Linked DNA regions of Sus scrofa: region 1 is linked to region 2. Evidence: chromatin contacts called from public Hi-C data. All regions are on one chromosome and are shown on one strand. The core of a region is the stretch at or near the end of the contact, and the rest is flanking DNA. Distances in the headings are between cores, read along the strand shown. Region 1 has its middle 23 kb from the start of FBLN1. Region 2 overlaps FBLN1 (fibulin-1).

Region 1 (5,713 bases), core at 1,269-3,768, 72 kb before region 2:
CCACCTGGATGTCCCCAGGCCTCTCCAACTCAGCACGTCCACCAAACCTACTTCGCTCTCTCTGAATTCCACATGGATGAAAGGCGCCACCTCGTCCCGGCAGGACCTCTGGGAATCGGTCCTGATTTTCCCCTCCACTGCCCATGCGGCCCCCACATCAATCAAGAGCTGGCCCTCTCCTCTCCGCTTTGCTCCCCTCTTCCCCTGGCCCCCACCCGGTTTGGGGTCCTCCTCTGGAGTCTGAACCATCGCAGTAGCCTCCTCTTGCACACCTCTGCAGCCCACTCCCTACTCTTCCAGCCGGACCGATCTTTGGAAGAACCCAGATTGGAGTTCCCCCTGTAGCTTAGCAGGTTAAGAACCCAACTAGATCTATGAGGATGCGGGTTCCATCCCCGGCCTCGCTCAGTGACTTAAGGACCCCGTGTTGCCCAAGCTGTGGTATAGGTCACAGATATGGCTCAGATCTGGTATTGCTGGGGCTGTGGCTGCAATCAACAGCTGCAGCTCCGAATCAACCCCTAGCCCAGGAACTTCCTTATGCTGCAGGTGCAGCTGTGAAAAAAAAAAAAAGAAAGAAAGAAAGAAAGAAAAAGAAAGACCCAGGAGTTCCTGTTGTGGCACAGTGGTTAAGAAATCCGACTAGGAACCATGAGGTTGCGGGTTCGGTCCCTGGCCTTGCTCAGTGGGTTAAAGGATCCGGCGTTGCTGTGAAGCCGTGATGTAGGTCGCAGATGCGGCTTGGATCCAGCATTGCTGTGGCTGTGGTATAGGCAGATGGCTACAGCTCCTGATTCTACCCCTAGCCTGGGAACCTCCATATGCCGCGGGAGCGGCCCTAGAAAATGCAAAAAGACAAAAAAAAAAAAAAAAAAAGAAAAAAGAAAGACCCAGCTAGATCCACCTTGGCCGAGGACCTTTCGGAGAACTGAACTGGAACATGAATCCGTGTTTCTCCACTTAACTCCACCTTCCAAGAAAAAAGTAAATAACAACAATTTGTACCTTGGATTTAATATGAGAAGGGACCTTCTAGGACCCGCCCTGAGACCAGGACACCCTGGGGGAAGACTCTGCCCCTTCTTCCAGCCCATCACATCCTGGATGATAGAACTGATGGTCTGGTGGCAGGATCCTGGCCCCTGTAACAGGATGGTGGAGGATGGGTAGTTAGTAATGACTCAAAGGAATATTTCCAGAAGGAGGGACCAGAGAGGGGCAGGGCCAGCTTGAGAAAACCTTGAGCCTTAAAAAAGGCCAAAAGAATGGAGCGAGGCCTATGGTCAGGGGAAGCCGACCCAGCGTGAGCAGGACAGTGGTGGGGCAGTGCCAGGCACTAGACTGATAAGCCAGGCTACAAGCTCTCCCACCCCCGCCGCTTTCCATTCCTGGCAGCCTTTCGCTTGGGCTTTGCACTTGGGAATCCTGAAGGGGGACAGAGACGCCCCTGGGCCCCGCCACCCCTCACCTGGAGCTGGCTGCTTGGGCCCGGGCCAGCATCCCTGCAGTGCCGAGAGGCCCACCTCTTGCAGCCTCAAGGGGCTCTGACGAGTAACGGACTTATATGCCTTTGCTTCCTTTTGCTTCGTTCTTAGAAGGCGGCTCGGAACTAAATATTTGCTAGGTGAATGCATAGCTCCGTTTCCATAAACTGGCTCCCCCCGCCCCCGGTCTGCTCCGGGACACCCAAAGGGCAAAGCTGATGAGCTCAGTGTGGGTTTTTCACCGTGGTGACCCCACTTGCAGGACTGTAGGAACAGCTAATACTTGCTGCATCCTAGCTATGCACTAAGCATTTTGTTTGCATTGTCTCGTGCAATCGTGACAACAGCCTGTGGGCTGCCCACAGTGATCATACCCATTGGTGGGTGAGAAATCAAGGCCCAGGTCAGCTAAGTGGCTGGCCCGAGGTCACACAGTCGGTCAATGGTGGAACCAAGATTTGAACTCAACGTTGACATTCTTAGATGTTTGCTGAAAGAGGTCATGGGTGCAGTTTATTTACTCATTTCACAACATGTGGGAGTTCCCAGGCCAGAGAGCAAACTCACGCCACAGCGGTGACAACGCCAGATCCTTAACCCACTGAGCCACCAGGGAACTCCACAGGTGCATTATTCAATCAGATGCCAAACAGCCTCCACCACCCAGCAGCTCCCCCCCAATCCAACCCCCACCCTCCCTATGAAGCACCTCTTTCGGATTCCGCCCCGAAGGTCTTTGTCCAGCTGTTGATTGCTTTCCCTGAGGGAAGTCCCAAATTATCCACTCATTCAATACAAATGGACCCCCCACCGCTCTTTCCAAAACGTTGATGCCACAGCTGCTCCCTACCAGTGGTCAGCTCTGTGGTCAACACTTTGTCGGCCACCCACAGAAGGCTCCAGCGTTTCATCGCGCTCATGATAAATGCTGTGTGGTTTTCCTTTGGGAGGGCAGGCTGGGCTCTGGGCACAGGAGGGTCACAGGGCAGAGAGGGGGGTGGCCCCCCGCAGAGGAGGCTGGCCCAGGGCGGCCACTTCCAGCCACCCCGACTGGAGTCGCAGCCTCCTCTGCGGAGCCGGGCATAATTGGTTCTGCATGGTGTTGTTGTGGCTTATGTCGAAATCAAAGCGAAAGAATTCGGTGGGGAAGGCCGCTGTCGGAGACCACATGGCAACTCCCTGCGGACGCCTCCGCTAACCTGTTCCCAATTAGGGGCTTGGGGGCGCTCAGGGCCTCCCGTTTGTTTGTGAAGCTCTTGGACCAAATTCTGCCTCTGAGGGCCCTTTGTGGAGCCGTGTTCATCTTTTCTTTTTTAAGATGCAGACGGAAAAAAAGGCCCTTGGAGGTGGGAAGACCGCGGTCTTGCCGTTGGGCTGCTGCACTGGGTTTTCTGGGAAGGGCTGGAAAATTGTTGGGCTTTGTCCCTCTGCCCTGGACGGCGCCCAGCACAAAGGTTCACAGGCTGACACTCCCTCGGCTGGAGGCGTCCAGACGTGCCTGGCCACTTTGATTCAAGAAAGAGCTAGTCGGAAAATCTGGGAAGCAGCAGGATTTTCTTCTGCAGGTTGGGCACCCTTTTTGCCATCGACAAAAATACGCGCTGCTATATTTAGGCAGCGCTATGAACAGGACTCTCTCTCTCTCTCTCCCTCTTTCTCTCTTTCCCTCAAGAATGTTTCTCAGTTTGTTTTTGTCATTTAATATTTTTCCCTCCCACCTGGGGAGATCATCAAACACTCACATTCCTGAATCAACTTTTCCTGCCGCTAGCTGATTTAAATAAACCTGGCCACACTGCAAGCTTCTAACGTTTTCTGGTTGTCGTGGAAAATGTTCCATGCAGGTTTCCCCAGGTGGGATGGACAGCGCGTGGCTGGCATTTCTGGGGCGTCTGCTCTGTGCCAGGCACCATGCTAGTTGCCCTCGAGGTGTTCGTTCATGCTGGGCTCCCGTCTACGCTGTGCTGTGGAGCTGCTGTCATCGCACCATGTGCTGGAGGAGACGGCCAAGCCCTAGGGGGTCAAGCCCCCGCCACAGGGGGACCCTGAGATCTGAATCCAGGTTTATTTGACTCTAAGTTCTGTGTTGAACATGACGCTCAGCTGGGGGCTGGAGGACACACACGTCAGCAGATGCCGACTTCTGAAGTTCTGCGGATTTTATTTATTTTTATTTTATATATGTATGTATGTATATATGTATTTGATGCGCCCATGCCATGTGGAAGTTCCTAGGCCAGGGGTCAGACCTGTGCCACAGCGGTGACAACACTGGATCCTTAACCAGCTGAGCCACCAGGGAACTCCTGTGGTTTTTTTTTTTTATTTGTGTCTTTTTAGGGCCACACCCATAGCATATGGAGGTTCCCAGGCTAGGGGTTCAGTCGGAGCTGTTGCTGCTAACCTACACCACAGCCACAGCAACGCCGGATCCTTAACCCACTGAGCAAGGACAGGGATCAAACCCACAACCTCATGGTTCCTTGTTGGATTCGTTTCCGCTGCGCCATGGTGGGAACTCCACTCCTGAGGATTTTATTTTAATGTGGGATCCATGGGCCTCTAACTGGCCTTGGGCATGTGCTCCACCGAAGGGGCCTTGAACTGGGGTCTCGAGGGGGCGGGCCTCCCTCCTAATTCGCCCCCCAACCCCCAACATCACTCAGACACGTCTGCTTGGCTTCCAGCCCTCACCCCCAATGGCAGCGACAGTGAAGCCCCCTTTACTGCTCTGGGGGCTCCAGGATGTCAGGCAGGAATTCAGAAAGGCCCCCAGCCCCCTCTCCCAATGGGGGGCTTGGCAAATTGGAAAAGGGCATCTGGAGTTCCTATTGTGGCTCAGCGGGATAAGAATGCAACTCTATCCACGGGGATTCGGGTTCCATCCCTGGGCCCGCTCAGCGGGTTAAGAATCTGGTGTTGCTGTGAGCTGTGGTGTAGGCAGGCAGCTGGGAACTTCCATATGCCACAGGTGCGGCCCTAAAAAGACAAAAAAAAATCAAAGAAAAAGACCAAGAAAAGGGCATCTGCTCTCTGCTGGGTGTCGTCCTGCATCCAGGCACCCAGCCTGCCCAGCTTGCAGTGGGTGGCACCGGGGCCACCATTTACCCCTCGGCCCTGCGTCTGTGTGCAGCATCAGCGTCACACTCAGCCAGGAGGCTGTCAGTCACAAGCGCCCAGGCCACGTGTTCCTGAGCCTGCCATCCAGCTCCAGGCCCTGACAATGACAACGGTGACACTGCTGTGAAATGGGTCCTAGTGACCTGTGCTCGCAAAGTGCCAGACACCGTCCTAAGCACATCTGGTCCTACATCCACTCAGTTAACCCACCCAACCCCAACGACGTAGGTCCTGTCATTATCCCCATTTAACAGATGGGGAAACTGAGGTTGTCATTTGACAGTACAGGGACCTTGGAGCCAAGCGTCTTTCCAGAACCCAAATCTGACCCCATCACTCGGCTCAATCCTCCGGGTACCCCCCCGCCCCCCGCCCCCCGCCGTAGGACGTCAGAGCAGGTGGGTGTGGCTCCGAAGCGTCCCTGCAGCCACCTCTGCTCCTGGCCCCCACCTACCCGGCTCCACTTGCGCCCCCCCTCCCACCGGCCCCACCCCATGGCTCTGGGTCTTTGCACAGGCGGCCTGTCCTACCTGGTCTGCCTGACGGACCCCTCTTCCTTACCTTTCAGTACCTGCTGGAACACTGGGGTTCTGGTGTCTTTTCTGGAACCGCTCCCTCCTTCCTCCCCCTGAGCCTCGCTGTCCCCACCACGTACCGCTGCAGTTCCTCTGTGTTCACTGTCTACCTCCTGCCGTCGAGAGTGGGTCCTAGGAGACGGGCCTGCTTGCTGTGGGCAGGGTCTGGCGGTGAGTGTCCGGGAAGGGCCTACCGGTCCACCCCCGGCATCCCAGGTTCAGCTCCCGCTGGTACTTCGAACCATGAACCTAGCATTTGTTGTATACAGCATCTTTCTAGATCTGACGCTTGCAGGACTCTTGCCTGTCTTTTCTCGGGCTTGCTTGGTGCCCCGCGTTTGCCAGACGCCACGTTCTTGGCCAATCACCGAGGTGAGGCCCGGCCAAGGATGCTTGCTGAGCGTGGGGCCACGGCCGCCCCCTTCCTCCCGGGAGACGAGTTCAGGTTGGCGGTGACAGCATTCCATGAGCCCTGGGTCGGGGCTTTCTGAGTTGAGAGGAGCCAAAAGAAGGGACCTCTCATACTCCAAAGCA
Region 2 (5,483 bases), core at 501-3,000:
TCTGTATTAAGGGCAGGAAGCGGGCCCCCACCCACAGTGAAGAGGAGCGGGGAGGAGGAGGCTCCAGGCAGCCCCCCAGGGAAGACCGTTGCCCCGGTGACACACATTCTGCTCGCCAGCACCACCTGGCACCGGAGCAGAGGCCGGGAAGCAAGTGGAGCTGGGGAGGGTGTGAGGGTCCCCTGTGGCTATTCCCAAGCCTAGTGGAGATGCTGTTTCCTTCTGGAACGATCTGGCTTGGGTGTCGGGCTCACTTAGGTTTGCTTCCCAGCCTAGTCCATTCCAGGCCCCTTGACCTTGACTGGGAATAGATCCTGTGAACTTCTTGCTGTAAAGGGGGTGCTGGTATTGCCCCCCTGGGTTCCTGTGGGACGACCTGTGATTGTGGCAGAGCCAACTGCCACACCGCTTGCTGGGTTCAGCCCTGGGAGTGTGGGGAGGCGCCCCAAGGTGTATTGACTGCCAGTTGTTATGGACGGCGGGAAGGTGGGCGGTGGCCCCCGTGTCAGGACCTGACAGTCCTGCTCCTCGGTGCCGTGACCTTGGGTCTTGGCCACCCAGGGCCCCTTCTGTCTCGGTAACACGGCTCTGGCAGCCCCCGCTGGTCACTGCCTTGGGGATTAACAAGGATTAGCGGTAACGAGCTCCAGGTGCCCAGCCCCGAGCCGGCATCCGTGCTTAGGGAACAGTGGTGGCGAGGAGGCTGAGAATTGGCCGCCTCGTTCTCAGAATACAGAGCTTCCTCAGAGCAGCTCCGCAGCTCCGGCTCTGCTGCTGACTATGTGCCCTGTGGGCTGACTGGGACCGGCCAAGGCTAGGGCTGCTCAGCCTTCCCAAGGGAAGACAAGACACGGGCTCCCCAGGGGCTGTGTGGTCCAGGGCCCATTCCTGTTGCGCACAGTGCAGGGCTTGGTTACAATTTCTCCTTTGCTGACACTGCTGAGGAATCAGAGCAGCCAGGAGCCCAGCGTCCGGCACAGGAAGTGGGGGCAGGGCCTGGACTCCCAGGCTGAGGGGCCTCAGGGGGTCTTGTCCTGGCTGCCCCATTTCCATTCAGGAGAGTTACTCTGGGACCACAGGAGCACCCCTAGCCTAGTGTGACATGGGGACAAGGCACTGATGTGGGCAGGACGCAGGCCAAGCTCCAGGTGAGCAGAGGCCAACCTTCCCTCAGCGCTGCGGACAACTCAGCCTGGAGTTTTCTCTTTTATGGGCCTTTTCCTTCTCGGCAAACATCCTTATAAGGAATCTATTACCTGACCTTTAGAAAACAATTTGCAAAATTTAAAAGAGCTGTATTAGAGGAGTTCCCCTTGTGGCTCAGCTCTAATGAACTTGATCTGTATCCATGAGGATGCAAGTTCGATCCCTGGCCTCGCTCCGTGGGTTAAGGATCCGGCGTTGCCGTGAGCTGTGGGGTAGGTCATTGACATGCCTTGGATCAGGCATTGCTGTGGCTGTGGTGTAGACCAGCAGCTGTAGCTAGATTCGACTCCCAGCCTGGGAACCTCCATATGCCGCGGGTGCGGCCCTGAAAAGAGAAAAAGAAAAAAACAGAGCTGTTTGAGAAAGAAACGAGCGGCCAGCCCTTCAGTGGTTAACACGCAGGAAGCCTTGACAGGCAGGATTTGAGGGTCTCTGTCTCTGTCCCTGTCCCTGTCCCTCTCCGGCCAGTCCTCTCTCTCTGCTCGCAGCCGCTTTCTGGCCAGTCTCCCAGGTGGCCGAGGGTGGTAACTGGAGCATGACCCAGCAGGCTGGGCCGCAAACCACAGGCCTGGGCCTCACGGACCGGCCGGGCTGTTAAGATGCTGACCACACAATTCCCTCCGACCCACCGGAGGAATGTGCCGGGTCCTGGAGCGGAGACGGGGCCAAAAACATCCTCCTCACCCCACCAGTGGTCTGGGAAGGCAGAGCCGGGCTGAGCGGCCTTGCTTGGCGCGGCTCCCGGCCCCAGGGTGTGATGCTGGTGGACAGAGCGGGTGGAGCCCTGCCCTGGCCGGTTCCTGGGGCTTGTGTCCAGAAGAGCGGCCAGGATGACGGGAGCACGAAAGTCGGGGAACTGCCAGCAGACGGCCTGGGGGCGGCCGGAACGCTGTGCCTCCCAGGAGAAGGGACCCCGCCGGAGGACCCTGTTTGCCTCTGGTGTGGGGCGCCTTGCAGCAGATGCGTTTTCATGGAACTTGGGGTGTCCTGATCAAATTTGTTGAACTGAAACATTGGGGCGTGTTGTTGTGTCACGTGAGTTGAGATGGAAACCGAGGTGTCGGGTCCCAGGGGCCCAGGGCTCCCCTGCTCTGGAGGAAATGCAGCCGCGGCAGCCCCTCCCCGGCCCAGACCCCCGGGCACCGAGACTTCCGTGCCATCCCCAGCCGGACAGCCAGCCTCCCGGCTGCGGTTGGTTTGCTCTCTGGGCTGTTTCAGCAAGTAGGGGTGGAGCAGGATAGGCCGGTCGGAGCCGGGACGGGGCCATGCTGGTTTGTGCACATGAAGAAAGCACATGGTAGGCGTCCAGCTGGTGCTGCTGCTGGGAGAAAAAGCCAAAGAGCCACGCTCCTGCCCTGGGGACGTGAGTGTCCCGAAGGAGCCAGGCCCAGAAATGCCCAGAGTGAGGAAAGGCTTTGGGGGGCTCCAGTTAACGACTCTGTGGGTTTGGGGGCAGGGAGCTCATCGAAGAGGAAGACGTGGCCCGCTCTCGGGTGTGCGATGGCCGCGGGGGCTGTACCAGAACCTCGCACACCGCTCACGCCCCCTGCCTTCCACGCATGCGCACGCGGGGTTCGTCCCCTGGCAATAGCCAACCCCTGGCCTTGCACGTGGGAGATGGGGGAAAACCGAAGGCACATGAAGGGGACTCTAGCGCCACCTGCTGGCCAGACCCCCAGGCCCTTCCTGAAGCAGCTGGAGCGGGGTGTGTGTGGGGGGTGCGTGCGTGTGTGGGTGTGCGCGTGTGTGGGTGTGTGTGTGTGTGTACAGTCTTTGGAGTGAGACAAGCTGACCTTGCCTCTGCCAGTTAGCACAGACTGTGAGGTCCTGGGGAAGTCCCGTGTCCTCACCGAGCTTCGGTCTTCCGGTCAGTAGAATAAGGACGGTGAGGGCAGCTTGGCAGAGGAGAAGCCCCGATGTACCCAGCACGAGGCCAGGCACCGTCCCGCGGTCTCTCCCCAGTCGCCGGGCACACTCTTATTTGGCCTGGACCTGGGTGTCTCTGGGGGTGGGCGCCCCTCAGCAGCCCCGATGCCTGCCTTCTTTCCTATCACTGCCTCTGCCTCTGGGCCCTGCTCTTCTCATGCAGGAGCCTCCTCCTCGGGGTTCCTGCCCCTCGCGTGCCTTTACTAGTGTGGAGCTCATTCCGAGGGCTGTCCTTTCTAAGAGCTCCGAGTGGCCCATGGCCAAGTAGCTGAAAGGATTCCTGTGAGTCCTGATAGAGAGCCTGGGCCCAGGACGTAAAGAGACGGCGCTCACAATAAGTGCCAAGTGTCAAATACGTCCTCCTCACCCAACGTGAGGCATGCAAACGTAGAAAGTGGAAGGGGAGATTGGACAGGAGGCCGGGACAGTTGATGCTCCGGACTGGAGAATCCAGCTCAGTCCAGACGGCGGGACGTCCCGGGGTGAGCGCGCTCAGGTCCTGTGGGTCTCTGCGCCTTGACTCCTCCGCTTCTCAGGCGCCGCCTTCAGAGGGTGATGGGCCCTATTCTTATCACCTCGTGGCAAGTGAGACCCTGTCCCCATCCTGTCCCAGGAAGTGAGACCCCTTCACAGGACGTGAGAAGCTGTCCCATCCCGGCTGCCAGCCCTGGCTGGCCCTGCGGTCACAGACAGGACGGGCCTAGAGCACAGGGCTTAGAGAGGGAGGGGAACAGACCTCGCCGCCTGCGCGCAGGTCTGGCTTCCTCGGGCGCTCTCTCGGTGGCCCCGGGAAGGCCGCTGACTTGCCCTCAGCCCACCCTCCCAGCGCCGGCGCGGTCACACCAGCACATGCGTCGGGACGGCCAGCCAAGCGCTCGGGGACGGCCGCAGCCCTGCTGGCTGGTGCGGAGGCGATCACGTCGGGGGGGGGTCGCCCCCGAGAGCCACCGCAAGCCCTGTGCAGCCCAGACCACTGTCTGGGCGAGGAGCCAGGAGCCTGGACGCCACTCAGGGGCCAGGGTGTGCCCGGTGAGGACAGCCCGGGGTGGGGCTCTGCCCGCGAGGAGGGGACACACCTCACTCCAGGCACGACCCTTGACCCCAGCCACCCAGCGCCCCCCCGAGGGTGTTGGAAGAGGCTGGTGCCTGAGTCCGCGGCCCGGAGGTCCCCGGCCCCTCCCACAGGTGAGTGAGGGGTGCGCTTCCCGTTGGCTGATTGGCCAGAGGGCGGCGGGAGGCCCCGCCCAGCGAGCCCCCGCTCCCCTGCCCTGCTCTGTTATTTCTCCGCTTGCTGAACCGGCCCTAACCCTCGTCTTGTCTCTCTGTCCACTTTTCTTGCAGCCGCTGCGAGCGCTTGCCTTGCCATGAGAATCAGGAGTGCCCCAAGCTGCCTCTGCGAATAACCTACTACCACCTCTCTTTCCCCACCAACATCCAAGTGCCCGCCGTGGTTTTCCGCATGGGCCCCTCCAGTGCGGTCCCCGGGGACAGCATGCAGCTGGCCATCACCGGCGGCAATGAGGAGGGCTTTTTCACCACCCAGAAGGTGAACCACCACAGCGGGGTGGTGGCCCTCACCAAGCCCGTCCCCGAGCCCAGGGACTTGCTGCTCACCGTCAGAATGGACCTCTATCGCCACGGCACCGTCAGCTCCTTTGTGGCCAAGCTTTACATCTTTGTGTCCGCAGAGCTCTGAGCACTCGCTTTGGGCCGTGGCGGGGCCGGGGTGGGGGGGGCTCCCTCTTGTTGCTTTCCTCGCCCTCCCCTCCGGGATTTGAATAAAGTTTTAGCGGGAGATCGCACCCAGCATGGCTGGCGGGCGTGCCTTGGTTTTATTTGGCGCGGTCAGGAGTCTCTGCCGCTGTGACCCCCTCGGCCTGGAGCCCCCAGGGTGACCCAGGAGTGTTTTCGGTGAGGGGTGTGCGCCTGGGAGCCCCGTTGATGGGAGTCGCCAGGGGGCCCCAGTGAGGGAGAACGAGCTGGCTCCGGGGTTTATCTTGAGCTGATTCTCTCTCCTCCACTTGGGTTGAGCCCAGAGGACGAGGTGACGGTAACAAGTGGAGTTCCATCCCCCCCTCACTCCACGGATGTGGAATTCGAGGCCCAGAGAAGGGGGCTCGGGCTCGGTCAAGCGTCCGTGGCCTGTCTGTGGTCCAGCCGAGCCTCCTGGCACCAGCTTGGTTTTCGTGTTGTATCACCAGGACCTGAGGCTTTAAACGAGACCAAAAAGCTGTCTCTTGAGACTCAAGCCTCTGGTTCTGTTTGTCTGGATGGGAAGCCCGAACCTGTGGTGGGAAACCCTGAGCACAGTTGCAGCATCCAAAGTTGCAGCATCTTGTGAGCAGCCCTGA

What was found. A called contact is a pair of places that touch in the nucleus more often than the background predicts.
Region 1: a Hi-C map of omental adipose tissue shows a contact between it and region 2, with 2.1 times the contacts expected there. The contact joins two enhancer-like sites. A contact is called at or near these places in 1 of 5 promoter capture datasets (liver), 22 of 47 Hi-C or Micro-C datasets (alveolar macrophages, brain, embryonic fibroblasts and 12 more) and 1 of 2 datasets of contacts at active chromatin or transcription factors (skeletal muscle).

The regions. Positions count from the first base shown.
Region 1 is chr5:3,946,861-3,952,573 of Sscrofa11.1, reverse strand. No RefSeq gene overlaps it. Among named protein-coding and RNA genes, the nearest start is that of FBLN1, 23 kb to the right of the region's middle. Within about 2 kb of position 2,518, at least 19 of the 83 cell types and tissues checked have an H3K27ac peak or open chromatin away from gene starts, as enhancers often do. A contact at or near this core is called in omental adipose tissue and retroperitoneal adipose tissue, where this site is marked.
Region 2 is chr5:3,873,883-3,879,365 of Sscrofa11.1, reverse strand. All of the region lies in intron 14 of FBLN1 (fibulin-1), which reads left to right. Among named protein-coding and RNA genes, the nearest start is that of FBLN1, 51 kb to the left of the region's middle. Within about 2 kb of position 1,750, at least 22 of the 83 cell types and tissues checked have an H3K27ac peak or open chromatin away from gene starts, as enhancers often do. A contact at or near this core is called in omental adipose tissue and retroperitoneal adipose tissue, where this site is marked.